2 separate regions of the Pan troglodytes genome follow, and region 1 is linked to region 2. Evidence: chromatin contacts called from public Hi-C data. All regions are on one chromosome and are shown on one strand. The core of a region is the stretch at or near the end of the contact, and the rest is flanking DNA. Distances in the headings are between cores, read along the strand shown. Region 1 overlaps NFIB (nuclear factor I B). Region 2 holds the start of NFIB (nuclear factor I B).

Region 1 (6,180 bases), core at 404-2,903, 230 kb after region 2:
AAACATTAGAGGGAGTGCTTTATGCAAAAGAGAAACTGAATTTATTGTTTCATTCTCTCTTCTCTCCCTTCACCCCTTTCAAGAAAACGCAAAGCCACAAGTGAGTGGTTGTATGTGTCTGATGGCTTATGTAAACATAGAAGAAGTCTTCAGATGGCTAAAATAAACATGCGCATGTTACCGAAGGATATGTTTACACAAACCATTTGCTCAGCCTCTGAAATAATGAATAAATGAAGATTTTACTAAAATAATTGGAAGGATTTTTGTGTTTCTGCGGATGCCATAATTGAATGGCACCAAAGAGACTTTTATCAGCTATTTTCCATGTTACATGTGTTAGCAGTTCCTTTCTGTGGGTTGAATACTTCATTCTGTAGTTACTTTACACATGTTTTTCTAAGAAATTGTCGTTTATTACTGCAATTCTAGAGAGTTGCTTGATTTCTCAAGAGAAATTTAGCAGCCAGTAAAGGTTATTTGGATCTGGTTGGTCAGGAGAGGGAGGGCAAAAAAAAAAAGAAAAGAAAAAAGAAAGAAAGAAAAAAAAAGGTGTCGGGGGGTAATAGCTCTCATTTTATCCATGTAACTTAATTTGCATAACACTCACCTCAGCCATTTTCCTTGCTTTGTTCATAACATTTTCTTTGTAAAATGTATGCTCTCAAAAGAATGAATATTTAAACAAAAAATAACTTTCAATAATGGGTTGCAAACCATATGTTTGTATTACATATATGTGTTTGTGTGTGTATGCATCTATATGTGTGTGTGTATGTAGTGCGTGTGCATATCTCCACATATATGTGGCATACGTGTGTCCTTAGGTAATATTAAGAGTTAACTTTTATTTCAACATTACACTTAGAACATCCCCGCGAATTCACTAGGTTAGCATTTCCTGCTCTCAGTTTGTTATCTTGACACATAACTACAGTACAACAGCTGGGTTGTTCCTGGAGTTCCTGGGGGGAGCTTTATTCTCCGAGTGCTGAATTTCCTTTTCAGCTGTCAGCTCTAAAGTGTGTTCAAATCCTCAACTTTTTATACACCATTCTGGGCCCCTAGCACCACTCTGGGACTATGATAGAAATGCTGATACGGTAGATGAATGGAAGAATCTTTGGTTCAAGGTGGAGAATTGCGAAAACCAAAATTTCACATGATCATTGTTTGGTAAAGGGGCTGCTAACTACTTTTGTCTTTGTATGTGAATATTCTTTTTAAAGGAATTACTCTATTCTCATCAAAATTATTTGCACCTGTTATGAAATCAAAAATAAAAACATTACCATTCTTAAAAATGATCTTGATATGGTTTTCACAGACGCACAACATCTGTGGTCTGGCTTTTGAATAATATGTTGGGATTTGTCATAGTTTTGCCTAACTTTCTCCATTTATAAAGAAAGATTTGTACAACACGACGTTTCCTTTTTATCTAGGCAAACTCTTCAGAACACTTCCTAAGAAATTAATTGTATTCCAGCCAGACTTGCATGCTGCCATCCCACAGGAAATGGGTCAGCAATCCATTAAGATGCCATTAGATAATCTAATTTGGAACTTAATCTCTAAATTAACCATGCTCCATACTTGAAGCATACTTGAGAGAAAGAAAAAAAGTTTACGTTTGAATCGATAGGGGAGCCGAAGCGTGAAGAAGGCTGTTTGTTTTTTCTGTAGCTGTGGTCACGTCTCAAGCCGTCTGGTAACCAGGAGAAACCAGACATGATGTAATTCCAGATTGAACTTGAACTTCAGGGACTTAGGATGGGGGAACAATGGACCATAGGAATCAATAATGTCCATTTTCCACATGATTATGTTTGGAGCTTTAAGTTAACCTTTATGGGAGAAGCAGCAGGATCTGCAGTGTGACCAAAATGAGATGATCCTGAGACAAGATGTCAGAGGAAAGAAAACAACTTTTTTCCGTGATATTTTCTGAGCAGGACTGCAGATTCCAGCAGGATTAGAAAAGTTCCCGCTCTGCAGTAAACCGGTGGCCTGTTCAGAGCACTCTTTGTTCGCTTAGGTAGGACAAACTTAATCTTACGTTTCCTGTCAGATGATTTTTGGCAGCGCTACTGGAGAGGGAGGAGCGTGATTCCGAAAATTCCCAAATGTAAACCTTGCTGATTAACCCTTTGTAGTGAAAGGAAGTATATTAAACCCCTACTTTATTTGAATATGTTTTATGTAAAGTGCCATATTTACAGATGTAGTTCGTCCGTAAGAAATCAGTTCCCTCGACAGCCAGGGCACCATTTATTAGCTTACCTTTTTGGTTCTCATTTTTGCTAGTGCTGTTAGTAGAGATATGATGATTTTTTTAGTCATATTTACTTAAATAACAAAGCCTATGAATGAATAAATATCATAATAAACATAATAAATGATAAAAGAAATGGCAAAAGGTCAAGTAATTGAAGAACACGAATTTTGAATATTCTGAAATTGCAGAAAGTTACAATTATTCTCTCTTGCTCACTTTGTTTCACACACAGGAAGATCTTTTGCCCATGTAAGATCTTTTGCCCTTGTGAACAGAGTAGCAAGCATGATATTAAAATGTGTTCAGTTCTTTAATCATTTGTAATTTTATGCTTCAGCATTCTGATACAAGTAAGTTTCACCTTTAAGAGGTAAAATTGTGCCAATAATGCTGATTTTTGCTTTTAAATGAAAATCATTTATAAAAGAATCTCTTTTTGCTTTGTATAAAACTTATATTTCTATTTGATTTAGTATGCCTTGGGTGATTTTCTCTAGTGAAAGGCACTATTTTGAAGCACCATTTTTGTAGAGAATTTTATCTGCTGTTAAAGCATCACATATGCAAATCAGAGGAGCAGTACCACTTTTAACAATAGCATTGAAAAGAAGCCCAGGGTAGAGAGGAATACAGACAGAAAGAGGCTGGAAATCAACATGTGGGCTTCTCCACTGTGCTGTGGTCTGTGGGAGGAGATAAAATAATTACTCTGAGCCTGATAATTCTATATTTTTTAATTGGCTAAAACCTCCCACAGCTACCTGAGTTCTTATATATGTATGCATGTGTGTACTGTAATTTATTTATAATTAGTCATCTTCATAATAATTTTTCATATTTCATTTTCAGTTCTAAAATTTGAAAAAGATCAAACAATTTTTTTATAAGTCCTTAATTTGGCCGATTGAGGAAGAGCTTTTTTCTTATTTATGTTTAAACCGAACATTTTAAGGAAGTTTTTATTTAAGTGTAGGTTGCTATATTGAAGTCTTCAAGTATTATGTAAGAGTTTTTTACTAAACGAGTGCTGTAATTATAAGGAGCACATTTAATATTTAGTGGCAGTGCTCCCATATGGAGTGGCTTTTTCTTGCCCTGTGCTCTTTATTAGATAAAATATTTCAATGATAGATGCTATTATTTTACTTAGAAAGTGCTAGCACTCATGCATGGTAAAGTTAACATTCAATCCACTGTGCCCTAAGAACAAAAAACTTCTGAATCAATTGAATATAAATTAATGAGGTTTGATGGGCTCCCATTTTGATATGCTATTTTCAAAACCGTTGGTCCCCAAGGAGTAGCAATAAAGAAGGCTATTTACCTACTTAGTTAAGAAACAAATACGTTTCTCTTTCATTACTATGAAGTCCTATTGCTTGCAGTTAGAATAATTCCATGAGCCACCTGCAGTTTATGATATTTGGTGTTTCCCAGAGAGCCCACAAGAGTACTTTGCAGTTCAGGTAAGAGCTAGCCAGGGAGCTTTCTGATACAGATTATTACAAATAGTAATAATCATTAGGAATCATCTTGCATGCAAATAGGATCATTCCGATGGCAATAATGATCCCTAAAAACGGTGAAAATAAATCGAAGAAACCCAAGACCGGTATAAAGCACTTTGTGTCTTTCACTTCCAGGCTAGCCTCATCTGAAGTGGAACTCAACAAACAAATTATTGACATACAGCCACATCTGCACATACGTAAGACAAAAGCAAATACTGCATTCAGCTGAAAAGCAACTGGAATTGGAGAAATAAAGCACAGTTATTTGTGCTGAATTTTGGGCTCAAGAGTTATACTTCCACAGGAATTTCATTGTGATATGAACCTCAATTCACAAAGTCTCTTGTATAATTCAGTGATAATATAACTTCTAGTCCAGTGAAAAAAGTAAACTATGCTTCACAAGAAGGGGAGATGAGAAAAGTTTAGTGGGTAGAAATACAGATCCTAGAATGACATTGCTCGAATTCAAATCCTGCCTTCTACAGTTTAATAGCAATATGAGTTGGGCAAGACACTTAACTTCCTAGCTTCAGTTTCCTCATCTGTAAAATCAGGATAGTAATGGTCTTTCTCATAGATTTGTTATGAGGATTAAAAGTTTTAAGGTAGGTCAAGCATGTAGAACAGTACCTGGCAAATAATACACATTATATAAGTGCTAGCAACTGGTATATTTATCAAGTACTATTTTGTTTGTTCTAATACATAAATAGATTCAACTTAAGTGTTTATTCCTTCTACTGGTCTGAGCGAGCATTTTTTTCACAAGACGTAATCTGCAGCCTTTGTGTTATATTGAAGTAAGCAACCAGTCCGAATGCACCCATGTACAACCCAGGGTGGCATAGTTTTCCCAACAGGTTTTCAGCAATTAATAAGGAAAACTGTTTATTGTGCATTTTACAAGAAATGCTAATACTTGTGTGTTAATATTTTGCCAATAAAATTAGAGTGTTTAGCCAAGGAAGTAAAAACCTTTCCATCTTGGGGAGATCAGGAAATGTTGCAAAGGAACTAAAGGCAAATGCTTCTTTTAAATTAAAATACTTATTTTATTTATTCCCCATGCTTTCTGGGCCATTGCTCATTTTTATTGCCATCTATAAATAATGTGGCTACTGGTACAGTTGAGGTATGTATTAATATGTACAACTCTTTGTGCTTTTTTCCTGTAATATTTTTTAAGCTTCTTGAAAGAGTATTTACTATCTTTTAAGTAAATATGGTATTTTCTCATGATTAAACCAGTATATAAATTCTAAATGGACAATACTATTGTTCCCCTGAAAAATATTCGTATACTGGATACTTAGACATTTCATAAACTGTTTAACTAGTGTGTTATCTCATCCATTATCAAATACACACAGGCTAGTAATAAATGATTTTTGCCATTCTTAAAATAGCCCTTATTGTTTCATCACCTCCAAATAAATAATAGGTGATGTAAAGTCTTTGACTTTGTTTGGTTTCTGGCTCAATGTAATGGCTTCATACATGTTTATGTGGCACCCTGTTGTTCCTAGGTGTTAGTGAGCTGAAAGGTAAGGGCCCAATTCTTTTTGGCCTAGAAGACACACTCCCATAATGCATAATTTTAAAAAAACATAACCAGAAAATGTTGGTATGGCTGCCGAGAGCAATTTCTCCCTTTCTTTCACTGAAAGGTATAGCTCTTTACTCTTTGTAGGTAGATGTGAAGATGAACTATTTTGCCCAGTTTATCCAGGATAAGACATATAGAAACAGTGCATCTTTTTAAAAGGAAGAAGTGGGTATCTTCTTCCGCCTTAATCCTCACGCTGTAGAACTCACCCTAGTAGAACTTCAACTGGATTTGTTTCAGAGGAGATGAATACATAGAATTTCAGATCATTTGACCACTTAGACCAGCTACATATTCTGTGCACTAGTCTCTTTTGCAACATTAGCTAGGTTATAATCCAGCTTGTATGGTGCATGAAAAGTTCACTGTCTCCTGAAGCCAATTAATTTTGCCTTCAGACCACTCTGTTCAAAAGTTCTTTCTTATGTTAAGTCATCTGACTTCCTGTGGAGGCAATATAATATAGTGAAATGGCCAGGGAAATCAGACAGATCTGAGTCATAACTGAGGGCTAAGTGGGAGACTTTGGGCAAGGAACTTAGCTTGCCTCAGTTTCCTCATATGTGAAACAGAGATACTGATGGCCATCTCATGAGCTCACTGAGAAAATTAAGTGGTGTAGCGTATGTAAAACACCAAAGATGGTACCATGCTTATAGTTAAGTCCTCAGCATGGCTATCGTCTGGAAGTTTTGCCTTTGTGCTGTTGCTACAACCTGAAGCATGCTTAAGCGGTCTACATTCCTTTCCACATCAACTGCTATATCTTCCCTGTCTACCTT
Region 2 (5,917 bases), core at 1,181-3,680:
TGGGAGGGATTGGTAATTCTGCTGCGGACTTCAAATAATAACAGAGAAGACTTTCTGTTGCACACTTACATAAAAGTTTTAGTATTTGATAACACTGCCCATGCAAGTGTTACTTACATGTTACTTATTTCTATATCCATCATTCTTCTGTTGGTCAAGTGTTATCCTCTCACTCTAAATACATTTTTTATTTAGCTGCATAGAATCTTTATATATTTGTTTCCTTAGTACTAAATGTGATTTACTTGACCATGAAACTACTATTTGGAAATCCTAGAATGAAAACAGATCTGTTTGTTACCCACTTGAACTGAGTGGGGAGACTGAGTTATAGCTATACTCGCTAAGTGGTTAAAATAACTTGGAGCAAGATAAACATTAAAAATTAATTTTCCTTGGGAAGTTATAGCTGAGTGTGGAGATAGCTACATGTGTGTATCCCCTCCCTCCCAGTCATTCATTCCCCTTCTCCAAGCTGTATATGCTAATTTTTTTGGAGGAGAAATTGGGAACTGTTAAACTTGCAGTTAAACAAATTATTTTAAAGTTGGGCATTTTCTAAAGTCTAATTGGGCCAATCCCACTTTTAGTTTTGCACTTATTATCACTGAAAATAGCTATGTATATTATTCACACACAGCCAAACATATGTATGATGTGTATACAAGGGGAAAAAACTTTTTTTTGGTAATAAGGCCATGTCTTTTTAAAAAACAAAATACTGCGTGTTGTAGAAGGTATGAACCCGAACAACGTTGTTTAAGTTCTCTAGGACTTTGAGGGTAAACATAATTGAGATTAAAATACTGACGTGCTCACATTTAGTAGAGAGATAAGAATAATTCATCGGGAGCTATTCTAGTCTCACTGGTAATCACATAATTCAACAGGGTTTTTAGAGAATACCTGAAGCTATCGTCGTCTGTTGTGCAATTACATAATTAGTCAGGATCTCTGTAATAAAATCTTTTCTAAATGTATGTGGGTTACTACTAAGTAAATGTTAGGGCTAGTGTTATATTTTTACTTTTAATACTTGTATAACAATTTAAACTGTTAAACATTATTCCCCGACATAACTACAGATACTTAACATGAAAAGAATTGCATTACTCAAAAACTAAGAAAAAAAAAATCCCCCTACATATATTTGTTTCCAAAATGCTGATCAAACCTGCTTGCTTTATGAACATTAACTCGCTATCCAATCTCCTCTAGATCCTCTAGAGTGTTTACTTCTGAGAACTCCGGGGTTGTATATCTCTTTGGTGTTGGTTGTTTCACCCACTTCTAAATTACTGATCTATTTTTTTGATATTCGCGTGACTACCTATCAATATAAGTCAAAGTGCGCTCTTTCTGGTCTTTTTGCTTTAATGATAACGCTGCGCAGCCAGGAACATTTCGGAGTCCTCTTACACGGAAACAAACGTGGCCTGGCGAAGTCGAAGCCAGCAACGTGGCGGGAAGTGAGGAAGTAACAGCAATTCCTTATTCTTTATCATTATTGTTGTTTTAGAGTCTTTCCGCGGCGTTTTCGGCCGGGTTCCCGCTCCAGAAGGCCCGCGAGGGGCCCCTTGCCCGCGGCGCGCCGCAGACACACAGTCGGGAAGCACAAAGGCGCGCGGAGCCTGGGCAGCAGCCCCCGAGACGGTCACGCCCTCGCCGCTCTCCGGCCCCATGCGGCCGCACAAAGACCAGAGCCCCACCGCTACCCACGCACCCACCCACGCTCGAGAGGGGCGCCGCGCGGCGCAGGCCGCCACACCCACTCGGGCCCGCTCCCGCCTCCCGGGCCCCGGGCGCCCTGATGAATATGCATCGCGGCGCGCCCGCCCCCGGCTCCTCCTTTCGGTTTCCTTCCCGCCGCCAGGCGGAAGCGAAGAGCCGCGCTTCCCGCGCGCCCAGGCCGGCCGGGGTTGGGTGGGGCGGGGCGGGCCGCGAGCCGGAGAAAGAGAAAGCCAGGGAGGCGACTGCAGGAGGAGCGCGGGCCGGGCGCGGAAGGGTGCGATGCTGGGTGGCGGTTCCGGGGCAGCCCCGCCGCGGGCCAGGCCAATCCGAGGGCGGGGAAGGGGCGATCGCGCGACCCCGGGGGCCGTGCCGGCTGCATCTGACCGGCGCAGCCCCACTCCTGGAGCCGCCCCGCTAAAACAACAATAAAACCCACCAAACACACACACACACACACATGCACACACGCACACGCGGGCGCACACACACACACCATCCTGGACGGCGTTCAAGTCAAGCACGAGAAACAGCCTTCTGCAAGGGAGAGGAAAGAAAGCTGGATATCCAGACAGACTGAAGGGCTGCCTGCTTTTAGACTTGACTTTGACCGCCTTTTCTTCTCGGGCCAAGAACTGTGGCAGTGCAGAAATTACAATTAAAAAATACATAAGACTACTCCCGGATTGCCTTTTTTTTTTTTTTTTTTAACTAAACACAAAAAGCGACACCAAAACAACCCCTGAGAAAATCCACAAATCTGTACCTGAGACACGTCAAGTCAGCGGCCCAGGGTTCTGTTACAGACTCAAGATCTCTTTTATTTAATGCAATACAGTGCGATGGTATGTGGCTTTGAAATGATGGGTTTTGTTTGCTTGTTTTATTCGTTCTTTGCACCCCCTCCTATCCCTGGCACAGTTTTTCTTTTCCTGTTTGTGGATTGCAAAGTGGCTGTTTTACCCCTTTCCTAAATGTCATTTTTGTTTTACAGGTTGTGAGCTATAGTGCTGCATTTGCAGAACTAATTTGCAAATATGCATTATTATTTAGCGTTGGCAACTTTAGTACATGTGACACACTCTTATGACGGGAATCAGTGAGTAACACTGTGGTCCAAACGGTGCAGAATCTAGCATTTTGTTCTGCTTTAACTCTCTGCTTTATCCCCCTCTCCCCTCAGTGGTGGAAAAAAATTACTGTTCAAATGATACTTTAGTTCTACCTTGTAGGCCATTCTCTCCTCTTGAAGCATTCTTTTCTCCATTTTAATTCACAGATATTCTCATTTAAAAATACATTTTTAAGTAAAAGAAGTACTATTTAACTCTGATTGGTGTATTGGAATGTTTAAAGTCAGTATTCATTCTAAAGTTTAGTCCTAACCCCCATCCCCTCATCCCTGAATTTGTGGCATCCTATTGTTAGCCTTTCTTCCGCACCCCCCACCAACTTTTTAAAACAGATTTTGATGGATTTCTTTCCACTCCTGTTAATAGTTTCCCCCCAACCCCGCTATTTTTGCTGCCGATTTTTTTCCTCTTCCTATGTGTGTCTCTATCTCTCGTTCCCCTTGTCTTCTTTTCCCCAATACGTCTGAGACACATTTTAATGCACAATATCCCATCCATTAAGTTGTGGTTGAATGTGAAGTGTGTGAGGACTTGGCAGCTTTCAGGTTGAAGGGGGCGGGGAAGCCAGTTTCGACTTTGACACAAGACGCTGAAGTGGCGTGATCAGAATTATTATTAGGGCTGTGAACATGGCCATCTTCTGCTCGGGCTGGAAGAACTGCCATTGAACTTGAGACAGGACAGACAAGATCTCTAAGTATTTTTCCCCCACCCCCCAAGTACAGTAGCTGGCAGGGAAAAGGCGCCAAAATACACAAGATTAACTCTGACTTTCTTTGAACGGATCTTATAGCACCATCCTTGTAACTTTAACTTCCAATAGGCGGGAAAAAGTTAACTTTTGATCCCACACTTGAACAGACATTTAAATCAGCCCTAAAATGGAATAAGTCCAGAAAGTAACACACGCATGCTTATGTGGTTAGAAAAGAATGCACGTGTAAATAAGCAGGGTGTATGTGTGTATATGACTGAGGAGTTCAAGATTTAATCAAAATCAGAATTAGTGTGACTTTCCAGTGTATTTACAATATGAAGAAAAGCACTGTGAGGCAAAGAAACTGACCTTTGAGCATCCTAAGTAAAAACTGCAAAGAGTTTGTGAAACACAAAACGTTGTGGTTTCCAGTTTTACATTTGAGGTTTGATGTTTTCATTTAATGGTATGAGAGATGGAGAAAGCTCTAGCGCTGAAAAGTCCCTATTAAATCATATGTGGGCAAAGGTCAAGCACTCCAACTCACTGACGCAATATACTACAGATTCCTGCCTAAGTGATGAGGAACACAGGAAAAAGTACTTTGGCAATAAAATTATTAGAACAGTAATTATCATCGGTGGTTGGGACTGCATTCTTGTGCACTGGGAAAACGTTTTTACTGGCCCTGATGAATTTTAAAGCCAAGTATTGTTGAAAGCTATTTTAATAGGAAATTGATTAGCTGAGTGTTCCATACAAGAAATGGTGACGGTTTCATTGTTTGAGGTCCAAAATAAATTTTTATTCTTTAGCAGACATAGGCATCCCTTTAATTTTAATATGGTCAGACTGAACAGCAGCATAATTTTGAGTGAATGTGATGTCATGAACATCTGTAACTTTGTTTTTGGAGTTTTTGACATTACACAATTTGATAATATTACTGCTTTGAAATTTATTGGCTTGTGTAGTTAAAATTTCAGATACACTCAGAGATAAAGTTTACTGAACATATATTTTGTTTAGGCCCAATTGTTTGTGTTTTTTCTTTGTAATTACAATATTGTTTCTTAAATTTTAATTGGAAAATTAAAATGCACAATTCTGTTGTTATGCATTGCTTTGACTTTGAAATTTTGTTGTTATGCATTGTTATGCAGTTTTCAAAGAAGAAATGAGAGAAAGGGGTGCAGAAAGTTTGAGTTGCTCTGCCATGCACTTTTTATACTTAATACAGAATGTAAAGACTACTTAGCCATTTTGGACAGAGCTTTCTATACCTGTCTTAAAAACCCATCTGTTTTCCTATGTTACAAGGCATGTGTATATGGGTAATAGAAGCCAGTTTACATGTAGAAATAAAATGATCATATAGTTTTACTTTATAGGTCAGCTATTTTGAAAAAGAGCAATAACTGCAACTCTCTCAATATCAGCAGACAAGAGACACTGTGTGAGAGAGTATATGGAACCTTTGTAACATTGTGGATAAGCGAGGCAACTATTACCTCTATTTTCAAAGTTTAAAATACATCATGCAAAAGTTACAGGGCAACTGCTGACTTCGTAATCTGTGAAGCAAGTGTCTTCCAGTGTTGGGAATCTCTGTTGATGCACTGGCCTCATCTCTGTTGAGAAGTGAAAACCGGATAACCTTAGTGGAGGAATCTGGCTCAGTCGGTGTTGAGATCAGAACTGTATTATAACTTGTAAATATGCTAGAAATGTAGACACACTTAGTGGGACGCTTTTTTTTAAACAGTGGAGTAGAGGCATTTCGGCAGTGACATTATTAACAGCGTCATTTTTCTCATTTACTTTTGTCCTCAGGGGACACCAAATAGCTCCCAGAGGAGGAGAAAAAGGTCCAAGGTTATTTATTCATTTCTGTGCAAAGGGCTAGCAATGGGGGTGGGGAAACTAACCAGTTGTGAATTCTCTGGTGGGGAAAAAGTTACTACCCTAATTTGACAGTAGTACTTTAAGGGCTGGGTATGATTTTGTTTTTTGTTTAAGAGTAGTAGACAGTAGTAGTAGTACTCAGTAGTAGTTTAAGAGCTGGGTAATTTGATTACCTGAGCTGGTAAAATTGATTTTGCAATTCTCATCAAGTACAGGCACTTTCAATACTTCTTGATTGTTTATATATGCATTTATGAGTGGATTTTTGGTGTTCCTCCTTGTGGATATAAATTTGTGTTTTCCAGACTACACATGTATGATTTTTGTGGTTCTTTTGGAAAAAGGAAAGATCCCAGGGCATGGTGCAGTAGATACTTGCAGTTTTGCAGGCCTGCTTTCTGGGGTCAGGAGGTCATCTGTCTCTTTTGTATTTAGTTTTTAAATATTGATATTG

The links. A called contact is a pair of places that touch in the nucleus more often than the background predicts.
Region 1: a contact with region 2 is called in a Hi-C map of stem cell-derived neural progenitor cells, with 4 times the contacts expected there. The contact joins the enhancer-like site here to the promoter of NFIB in region 2. A contact is called at or near these places in 2 of 7 Hi-C or Micro-C datasets (induced pluripotent stem cells and stem cell-derived neural progenitor cells), 1 of 1 datasets of contacts at active chromatin or transcription factors (stem cell-derived excitatory neurons) and 1 of 1 other capture datasets (stem cell-derived neural stem cells).

What each region holds. Positions count from the first base shown.
Region 1 is chr11:101,788,713-101,794,892 of NHGRI_mPanTro3-v2.0_pri, forward strand. The region is part of intron 8 of NFIB (nuclear factor I B); the gene reads left to right. Among named protein-coding and RNA genes, the nearest start is that of NFIB, 230 kb to the left of the region's middle. Within about 2 kb of position 1,654, at least 6 of the 24 cell types and tissues checked have an H3K27ac peak or open chromatin away from gene starts, as enhancers often do. A contact at or near this core is called in stem cell-derived neural progenitor cells, where this site is marked.
Region 2 is chr11:101,562,800-101,568,716 of NHGRI_mPanTro3-v2.0_pri, forward strand. NFIB (nuclear factor I B) reads left to right here and starts at 2,431. Exons shown (of 9, transcript XM_054657939.2): 1 at 2,431-2,573. The coding sequence starts at 2,556.